2 separate regions of the Oryctolagus cuniculus genome follow, and region 2 is linked to region 1. A link is a contact called in public Micro-C data. All regions are on one chromosome and are shown on one strand. The core of a region is the stretch at or near the end of the contact, and the rest is flanking DNA. Distances in the headings are between cores, read along the strand shown.

What was found. Hi-C and Micro-C count contacts between places; a contact is called where the count stands out from the background.
Region 2: a contact with region 1 is called in a Micro-C map of ear pinna, with 4 times the contacts expected there. The contact joins the promoter of PSMA1 here to the promoter of CYP2R1 in region 1. A contact is called at or near these places in 2 of 6 Hi-C or Micro-C datasets (ear pinna and an unstated tissue).

What each region holds. Positions count from the first base shown.
Region 1 is chr1:51,342,331-51,347,080 of mOryCun1.1, forward strand. CYP2R1 (cytochrome P450 family 2 subfamily R member 1) reads left to right here and starts at 2,174. Exons shown (of 5, transcript XM_002708828.5): 1 at 2,174-2,475. The coding sequence starts at 2,251.
Region 2 is chr1:51,702,238-51,706,580 of mOryCun1.1, forward strand. PSMA1 (proteasome 20S subunit alpha 1) reads left to right here and starts at 2,001. Exons shown (of 10, transcript XM_002708826.5): 1 at 2,001-2,397; 2 at 3,534-3,578; 3 at 3,846-3,947; 4 at 4,063-4,166. The coding sequence starts at 2,395. LOC127492353 (a long non-coding RNA gene) reads right to left here and starts at 2,244. Exons shown (of 3, transcript XR_011388330.1): 1 at 2,107-2,244; 2 at 1,659-1,756; 3 at 551-630.

The sequences.
Region 1 (4,750 bases), core at 924-3,423:
AAGAAGTGGCAGAAGCCCACAAGACACCCTCACCTGATGCTACCTCTCAGGATAAATACTAGAGGTAAGGGTTCCAAAGGCTGAAAAAGTACTGTCATTTGAGCATAACTGCACTGTTGCCTGTTGAATCCATGACCATACACACAGAAATGGCACATGCCTGTACAGGCTATTTACCTATTCCATCTTGCATACTGAAAATGGGGTTTCTGGCATGAAACAGTGAAATCCTTTACATCTGGTTCCTGCAAACATCCCTGTAGTTATAGAAGCCACAAATACATGTTATTGATCAGTTTCTACCACTGAAAGGGTAAATGCAAGGACAGGGACCACAAGCAACTATTTCCCTTTGCTGAGCACTATGAATATGAGGAATAGTTACTGGGAAAGCTGTGTTCTGAAGATGTCTAGTTATTCCTGAGAAACCCACCCCCACCCAAATATCCCCTAATGGACAAGGAAGCACATCTCAACAGTGCTGTTAGCCGGACAGGGGCTGAGGGAGGGGCAACTCTGAGCTTTCCTATGCTAATGTTGCCAAGGAAAGAACACCAAAGAAGGGAGGTCCTTTAAATTAATTAGATGACATTTTTGGAATGAAAATGAACCTTTTTTGAAAAGACAGAAAGTGGCCATTCCTGAATTGAGGGCCTGTATTGTATAACTGCTGTGGTCAGGCCAGATTCTGCAAACCTGATGATGTCAGAGAAGGCAAGGTTGACCTCACATGTCTGGCCGGTGATACTCCCCATTCCTGGGCATCAGCATCCTGGTCCCACATCTGCCATTATAACAGTAGAGACTAAGTTTAGCAATAACCTGTACTATTGTTTTTCCATTCTGATAGTAGTTTCTTGATTGATGTGAGAAATAAACATTGGGTTCATTTTCAAAGGTTTTAAATCTGAGAAGACAACAAACTGGCATAAGAGCTTGCAGACAAGTAACTAGCTAAAATCTGGGTTACATGCATCTGAAAGTTCTTAGGCAAACAGGATGTTAGTGGCCAAAACAGCTGAAACAAATGCAGGCAAGAGCATAACCCCACAGTTACTCAGCCAGTGAGGAACAGGGGGAGAGACCTGCGTGCTAGAAAATGAACAGCTTGCTATAAACCACCCCTGGGTGTGCTGGGCCACTAGGCACCCAGTCTTGTGAGATAATTAATAAAGTCTCACTTTGGTGAACTTCCTGTCTGAATCCATCCTTTGAGTGGACGGGTGAGGTTGTTTCTCACAATCGATTAATAAGAACTTTAAGGACTCTCTAAGGATAACAGATAAGGCATTTGTAATAAGCAGTCGGTAGCTATTCTGTAAGTGGAGACTCTATAAAATATACCCTGTAGGGGCTTTGTTGCTCTTATTTACCTCTCTATCTCAGTGCTTACGACACCTTCCTAACACCTGCCTAAGTGCTGTATTCATGAAAGCTAGGCTAATGAGGACCACAAAATTCCCACCAACGTTAAATCATAATTACAGGGCAGCTTTTAGAGAGTCCCAAGTTCTGTAGGTTCTGTGTTGATTAAAAACAGAACAGAAACTGAAATGATAAGAATAATATGAAATATTGGTTGTTTAATTCTAGGTAGTATAGGTAGAAAGCTTAAGTACTATCCCTGAGCAACTGCAGCGTACACAGACCTCTGTGACTACCAATCAGCAACCAGTTTGGCAGGACCAGAGAAGTGAAAACACAAGTTACCTGAGTTAATTGCATAACAATTGCTTACTCATGAAAATTCTTAAAGGATCAGCAACAAAAATGCCTCATAACATGAGGAAAGAAATAGATGAGTAAGTAAAGCAGAACAGGCGTGCACTCTCTAATGGAAGGAAATTCTGAAAATTATCAGGCTCAGCTAAAGCCCACAGAAGTTCAGTTTTCCTAGTCTTTAATAAGTAGACCTGACACTAGAAAGATTCCTTCAGAAAGGGCTGGCCATCCAAGGAGGCAGGCAGGATTCTTCCAGTGATTGCGTTCTCAACGCCCTGGTGCCAACCTTGAAGGTTGTCCTGCCAGCTTGGTTCCCCCTAAACCCCGCCAAATCCAAAGGGTCGGAAAGCAGTTGAGTGGGCAAAGCCATGCGGTAGCTGCCCTGGGGACCGCCCTACACTCAGGTAACCAATGGCCATGGAGCAAGGGCGGTACCTCAGGAAATTGGGCCAATGAGAACGTGGCAAGATTGAAGGGGTCGTCCCCGTCCCAGCCTGACAGAGGGGAACGCGGCCCCAACTCGGACCGATGCGGGAAACTTCGGGAGCTGAGGAGTGCGCGGCGGCGCTGGGCGGCGCGCTCTTCCTACTGCTCTTTGCACTGTGGGGACGCCAGCTGCTGAAGCGGAGGCGGCCGGTGGGCTTTCCCCCGGGGCCTCCGGGGCTACCGTTTATCGGCAACATCTACTCCCTGGCCGCCTCAGCCGACCTTCCCCATGTCTACATGAGAAAGCAGAGCCAAGTGTACGGCGAGGTACAGCCCCGACCGCCGGGCCGCGAGCAGGGAGGGCCGCCGTCCTGGCCTCCGGGCTGGCTTGGGTCTCCCTGTAGGTTGGACTGGAGGCCAGTTCCGGTTCGAGGAGCCGAGATTTCTGTGTGCTGGCAACTTCTGCTGAGGAAAACCCGCTCACTTCGCCCACCCCCTCCACCAATGGGCCGCCCCACTCCAGCCTGCGCTCTGAGGCGATCCGGGCCGGGGTTCCTCGCTTCGGAGGGGAGCGCGCGCTCGGCGCCCCGGAGCTCCCGGGCCTGCGCAGTGTGGTTCTCGGGTAGGCCGGGCGCAGGCTGCGGGCCTTGATCGCCCGCAGGTTAGAGTTCACTGCTTGGCTTGAGCAAAAAGTAGCGGCAGCCTGAATTCTGGGGCCTGGTTATAGTTAATGGTTATGGGAGGTTCTTCGAGGCTTGCTATTGACTAACAAGTGGTGTAAGCGTTTGCTGTGAGGATTCAAAGTAGAATGGAGTGAACGTCCCGCCAAGAAGCGGGCTGTGGTTAATAGGAAAAGCGTGCGTAGAACTAATGACGCAAAACAGCGCGGGAGCCCTGCAGCCCTGCGTGAGCGAGGTTCAGATTGGCCAGGAACGCCCTTAGAGCATGTACTTATAAGGTGCCACCTGTGTGCTGCTCTCTCGAACAACTTGTTGACTCATTTAAATCTCACAGCCACCTGGTGAGGTAGGTGTTTCAAGTTTTCCCCATTTTCACATAGAAAAACTGAATGACACCCCCCACCCCGAAAAAGACAGGAACACAGTGCTTGTGTTTGGAAGGGTGCCCTTATCTCAAAAGGCCGAAGTGTCCAGAAGGGAGTTAACAGTCCAGAGGGAGAGAGAAAACGAATTCCAGCGATAAACTGTGGTTAAAGGCTGTATGGCAATTATATTTCAGGTTAGTGCTTAAATCCTTACTTAAATCAATTTGTCTAAGAATTATTTCAGGCTTCTGCAGCTCAATAGTGGTTGGCATTGCTAAAGGGAACCTGGACATCGATCAAGAAAATATATATAATTCTTAAGTTTTATCTACCCTCCCCCATTCTCCAGAGTTTATTTCCATGATTTCTGTTTAATATATTTGATCTCTTTGATATGTTTGTCACAAAGCAGCATGATATTATGGAGAAATCACAAGATGTGGAAACATAACAAATCAAAGAGATCAAATATATTAAACCAGGTTCCCTTTAGTAATGCAAATCACTGTTGAACTGTAGAAACCTGAAATAATTCTTAGAAAAATTGAAACTATTTACACATTGAAGAGTAGCCAGTGTTTGCCTGACTCTACCTTACAGTTAAATTTGATAACCAGCAAACATTAACTTTTTTTAAAGATTTATTTAGGGGCCAGCACTGTGGTATAGTGGATAAGGCCAACACCTGCAGTGCCACCATCCCAAATGGGCATCAGTTCAAGTCCTGGCTGCTCTACTTCAGATCCAGCTTCCTGCTAAAGCACCTGGGAAAGCAGAAGATGGTCCATGTGCTTGGGCCTCTGCCACCCACGTGGAGCTTCATCTGGGTCTTCCACATGGGTGGCAGGGGCCCAGCACGTGCACCATCTTCTGCTGCTTTTCTCAGGTCATTTGCAGGGAGCTGAACTGGAAGTGGAGCAACCAGGACACGGGTCAGTGCCCATGTGGAATGCTAGCCTTGCAGGTGGCAGCTTTATCCCTTGGGCCACAATGCTGGTCCCCAAATATTAACTCTTTAAGCTACAGAAGCATTTGATCCTTACCCTGATTATGAAGCAACCCTAAAAGTCTTCTGTTATCTTGGAGATATTTCCCAATTCTGCCAAAACCTCAAAGTTTATATAAGTTGTAAAATACCATACCTTTTGTTGAGGTAGAAGGAGAATATTACCACCTATATTTTTGGAAGCTGTGAAAAGTTTACAGGACATGTTTGTAAATAGAATCTTATTTTTCCATTGTCTTTATAATTTTATATGTGTGCTTATAAAAAAATACCTGGACTTTACAATTGCTTATGACAGTTACTTTAACATCAACTTTTATACAGCCTATGAATTCAGTTCTCCTTTATAATTCTTGAAGACCACCCCCACCCCAGTACAAGGGACTTACACATTCATTTTAAAGGCAAGTCTTAATTAGAAGTGTACCATGTTGAATAACCATTTCCTTGAAGATTCCCTCTGAATGTTTAAACTTCTGTTGTGACTTTTAATGGTAATCTAGATTTTGAGAAGCGTTCCCTAGCTAGCAAAGTCAATTCAGGTGGCTTTC
Region 2 (4,343 bases), core at 751-3,250, 360 kb after region 1:
ATCTTCTGTAAAAGTAACCTATGCACCATGCACAATAAGTTAATTCTCCACCTATGGCGCCAGCATCCTATATGGGCGCTGGCTCAAGTCCTGGCTGCTCCTCTTCCAATCCAGCTCGCTGCTATGGCCTGGGATAGCAGTAGAAGATGGCTCAAGTCCTTGGGCCCCTGCACTCACGTGGGAGACCTGGAAGAAGCTCCTGGCTCCTGGCTTCGGATTGGCACAGCTCCGGCCGTTGCAGCCATCTGGGAGTGAACCAGCAGATGGAAAACCTCTCTCTCTGTCTCTCTCACTGTCTCTAACTCTACCTCTCAAATAAATAAATAAAATATTAAAAAAAAAGTAACCTAATAAGAGGTTACCATCCCTATTGACAGGGAGTGCCAACAAATGAATGAGAAAATGAGTAACGTAATAATAAATTGAGAAAAGAATGAAGTACAGTTTACTAACATAACAAACAGCAGGAAATACATTAAAAGATTTTTTACTAGTAATCAAAAACTACAAAGAAAATTAAAGCAAGAGGTTTTTTTTTTTTTTTTTCCCTGCCTATCAACTTGATAACTGCACAGTGTACTCACAATATCCAATGTTGGTGAGGGTACAATGAAAGAGGATTCTCAGGCACTGTAGAATGTAAACAGATATAATATTTTTTTGCAACTTAGCCATATAAATCTTAACTACAAATGTGCATTCCCTCTGACCCCACAATTCTACTTCTATGAATTCATCATAAGGAGGTAATCAGGAAAGTACACCAAATAATGTATAATCATCATTATGGTATTTTTATAATAGCAAAAATTTGGAAAGAATCTAATTGCTCACCAATAGTAAGGTAAATTATCTCATTTCCACACAATAGAACACTATACAACTACTGAAAATATAATAGACATTTCATAAATATTTCAGAAATATTTATGAAAACAAAATGGCTATAACTTTTTAATAGTATTAAAAATAGTTTAATATAATTTTATATGTAAAAGAACTGACAGATTTGTATGCAACACATAACCATAAATATGTTACATGACAATTTTTAAATGGGCATTTAGTCACTCATTCAACATTCTTTATTCCCTTCGCCAATATTTATTAAGCACTTCATACATGCTAGGAATGTGTACATCAAAAAGATGAACTATTAATTTAATCTGTTACTTTAAAAATGACAATAACCATTGTTGCAAATTTGAGGGGGGCAACCCCATATACTACAGTTGAGGACCTAACAGTAAAACTTTTCTAAAAGCCAATTTAGCTCTTTTCATGAAAAGCCTTAAAATTATACATTTCATTTGAACCTGTAATTCCATTTCCTAGAACTGACTCAAAAGAAAAGAATATGGATGTTAAACATATATAGGAAACAGTTCGTGAGTTATTTGGAAGGACCTAAATATCAAACAATAGGGATCTGGGTAAATATATGTTCAGAATGCAGAATACCAGGGCATCTTTGTTTGACCTGCAAAATGTTGAAGACAAGAAAGCGTTCAAACACATACATGCAAAGGTTTCTAAACAGTGTGATTCTACACTGCTGCGAACCTGACCACACCACCTGAGCCAGTTCTTGTACATGCAAAACTCTCATCCCGAAGGGATGCTTTCAGCTCCAATGTCACCTTAATCTAGGCACTCACCTCTTCTTTAAAAAGAGAATTACCAGTTGGTAGGTGTTATTGGCAGCTATGCTCAGAGCTGTCTCAAACTAGTTCATTTGGGGATTTGCCAGAAGATCCTTTCGAAAAGAAAATAGATAATTCAGAAGAAAAAGTCCTTTTATTCTCAGCGGCCTAATCTAATCTATCGGGTGTCTGCTTGGTTCTGAGGGCATGGAAAGACAGTAGTTCAAAGTCCGGAGGAGGAAAACAACAGTGATAAAAAATGAAGGGCTGCTGGTATCAGGGTCTTCGAAGAAGAGATTTAAGGAAGGCAGAGGATTCATAAGTGCAAAGCAAAGAACGCACACCAGCAAGATACTCGAGGAAGAGTATGGCTGACACACATAAACAGGCGTTATTCTGTGGCCTTTCCTGAAGCCTCGTTCTTCTCAGACACACACAGCTCAAATCTCTGAGGACGATGAACCTGAGACTCCAGGACGGGCTACGAGCTGCTGTTTAGCCACTGCCTGCACTCCGGGGCCTACGTTTCCCGCCAATCTCAGTTCCTCCTTCTCCCAGGGCCCCGCCCACGCAGGAGGGCGCGAGGAAGCGCTGGAAACCTATCGATAGCTCCGGAATAGACTGATCTACCCTGCGCTGCCGCCGTCAAAACCCCGCAGCCTTTTCTGTAGATCGCCGAGCGGTAGTTTCGGCTGCGTTCCTTACTCCGCACCTTCGCTAGGAGTCCTGCAGCCAGGCCGGCGACGGAACCATGGTGCGTTGGGTCCCGATCCTTCGAAGGTTTAGGGCAGAGGTCCCAGTGACTTGGGGATGGCGAACCAATTCTCCTGCCGTTCTTAGAGCGGCCCGAGGCCACGGGGCATGGGAACCCCAGTCTGCGGGAGGGCTCCGGCAGTGATTCAGCATCTCCGGCCTGGCCTGGCGAGCTGCGGTCGGTAGCCGGTGCAGCCTTTTCCTCACGGCGCATTTCGCTATTCTCAAGGCCTCGATGAAGTGGTCGAGTCCGCCTCTCGAGTTCCCTCACCGGAGTAGATTCCCAGAGGTCCAAAACGATCCCTCGTGCTCTGGACGATAGAGAGACGGGACTTGACTCGGAGGCGGCCTTGTACCGCCGGGGCGGTCTAGACCCAGGGTGTGTGTCCTTAGATCGCGTCCCTTTCCTTGGTGGGTCCGTCCGACTTATCAGCCCCCTAGGGCGCGATCAGAAAAGGTCTCTTTCACTTTGTCCAGTCACCTGATTGCAAATGAGTGAACTTATCCTGAAAGGGGAAATGATGGACTCAGGATTATAATGTAGTTCTGTGGGCTTCAAGTCCCACGCCAAAGAGTCCAGCGTTCAGTCCGCTCTCCCCTGTGATTGTTCTGCCAAGTAGTGAAAGGCCTTTTTGAAGATTGTCTAAAACAGTAGTGTATCGTAGTTATTCGTATCTAGCCCAAAGTAACAAAGAAAAATTTTATGTGTACAAAAGTGCAAGTACAGGGGAGGCTCAAAGATAATCAGACATATCCCTAACCTTAATTTTAAGATAGAAAAGGATGTGTACAGAGCTGTGGGACTTCGTGCTGTGAGGGTTTTGGGAGAAGAATTCAAGAGATAGACATTTGAGCTCATTTAAAGAAAAAGTTTGATGCATATAAACTTCAATAGTTGAACCCAAAGGGAGCGCTATGGAGAGTGGCTGGGTAGAAAGTTGGAAAGATGAGACCCATTTAGAGCTGTTCCTTCCTCCCCAGCTCATAGAAATTGTAGACTTGGCTTGCCACTGAGTATAGTAGTAATCTTCCAGTGAGTTTGCCTTAACAGTTACTTTAATGTGTAATGAAATCACACATTTCTTAATATTAAGAGGAGGGTTCTGACAATAATTTGATCTTTTTTTTTACTTTCAGTTTCGTAACCAGTATGACAATGATGTCACTGTTTGGAGTCCTCAGGTAAGATAATGTTTCATACTATTCCATTCAAGAGCTTTTTCATGGCTGCAATATGTTTAGAAGGTTGTGTGATTGTAGACTGTGAGAAAATGGGATATATTCATTTTAGACACTCCCATAACTTAAATTTATAATTCAATACATTTTCTGGTTTTAAAAAAAGTCATTTGAGATTTAACAGTGCTCTTGAGGTTTGAGGACTCTTAATTCTTAATTTGTGAAACTCTTCTAAGGTGACTCTAAGACATGTGTTTTTTTTCCCTTTAGGGCAGGATTCATCAAATTGAATATGCAATGGAAGCTGTTAAGCAAGGTTCAGCCACAGTTGGTCTGAAATCAAAAACCCATGCAGTGTTGGTTGCATTGAAGGTAAATAAAGCAATAAATATATCTTCCTTTAGAAAGCAAAATTATCAAATGAAAATTTCACTGTGTAGGCAGTAAAGTTTTAAACTTATTTTTATCTTTTATGATGTCTATTTAGAGGGCACAGTCAGAGCTTGCAGCTCATCAGAAAAAAATTCTCCATGTTGACAACCATATTGGTATTTCAATTGCGGGGCTTACTGCTGATGCTAGGCTGTTATGGTGAGTATGATTTTGAAAAACAAACATCTCTGATTCATAATATTTTTTAAAGATTTATTTTATTTATCTGAAAGAGTTACAGAGAGAGGTAGAGACAAAAAGAGAAGTCTTCCATCTGTTGGTTCACTAGTCAAATGGACACAACAGCCAGAGCTGAGCCAATCTGAAGCCAGGATC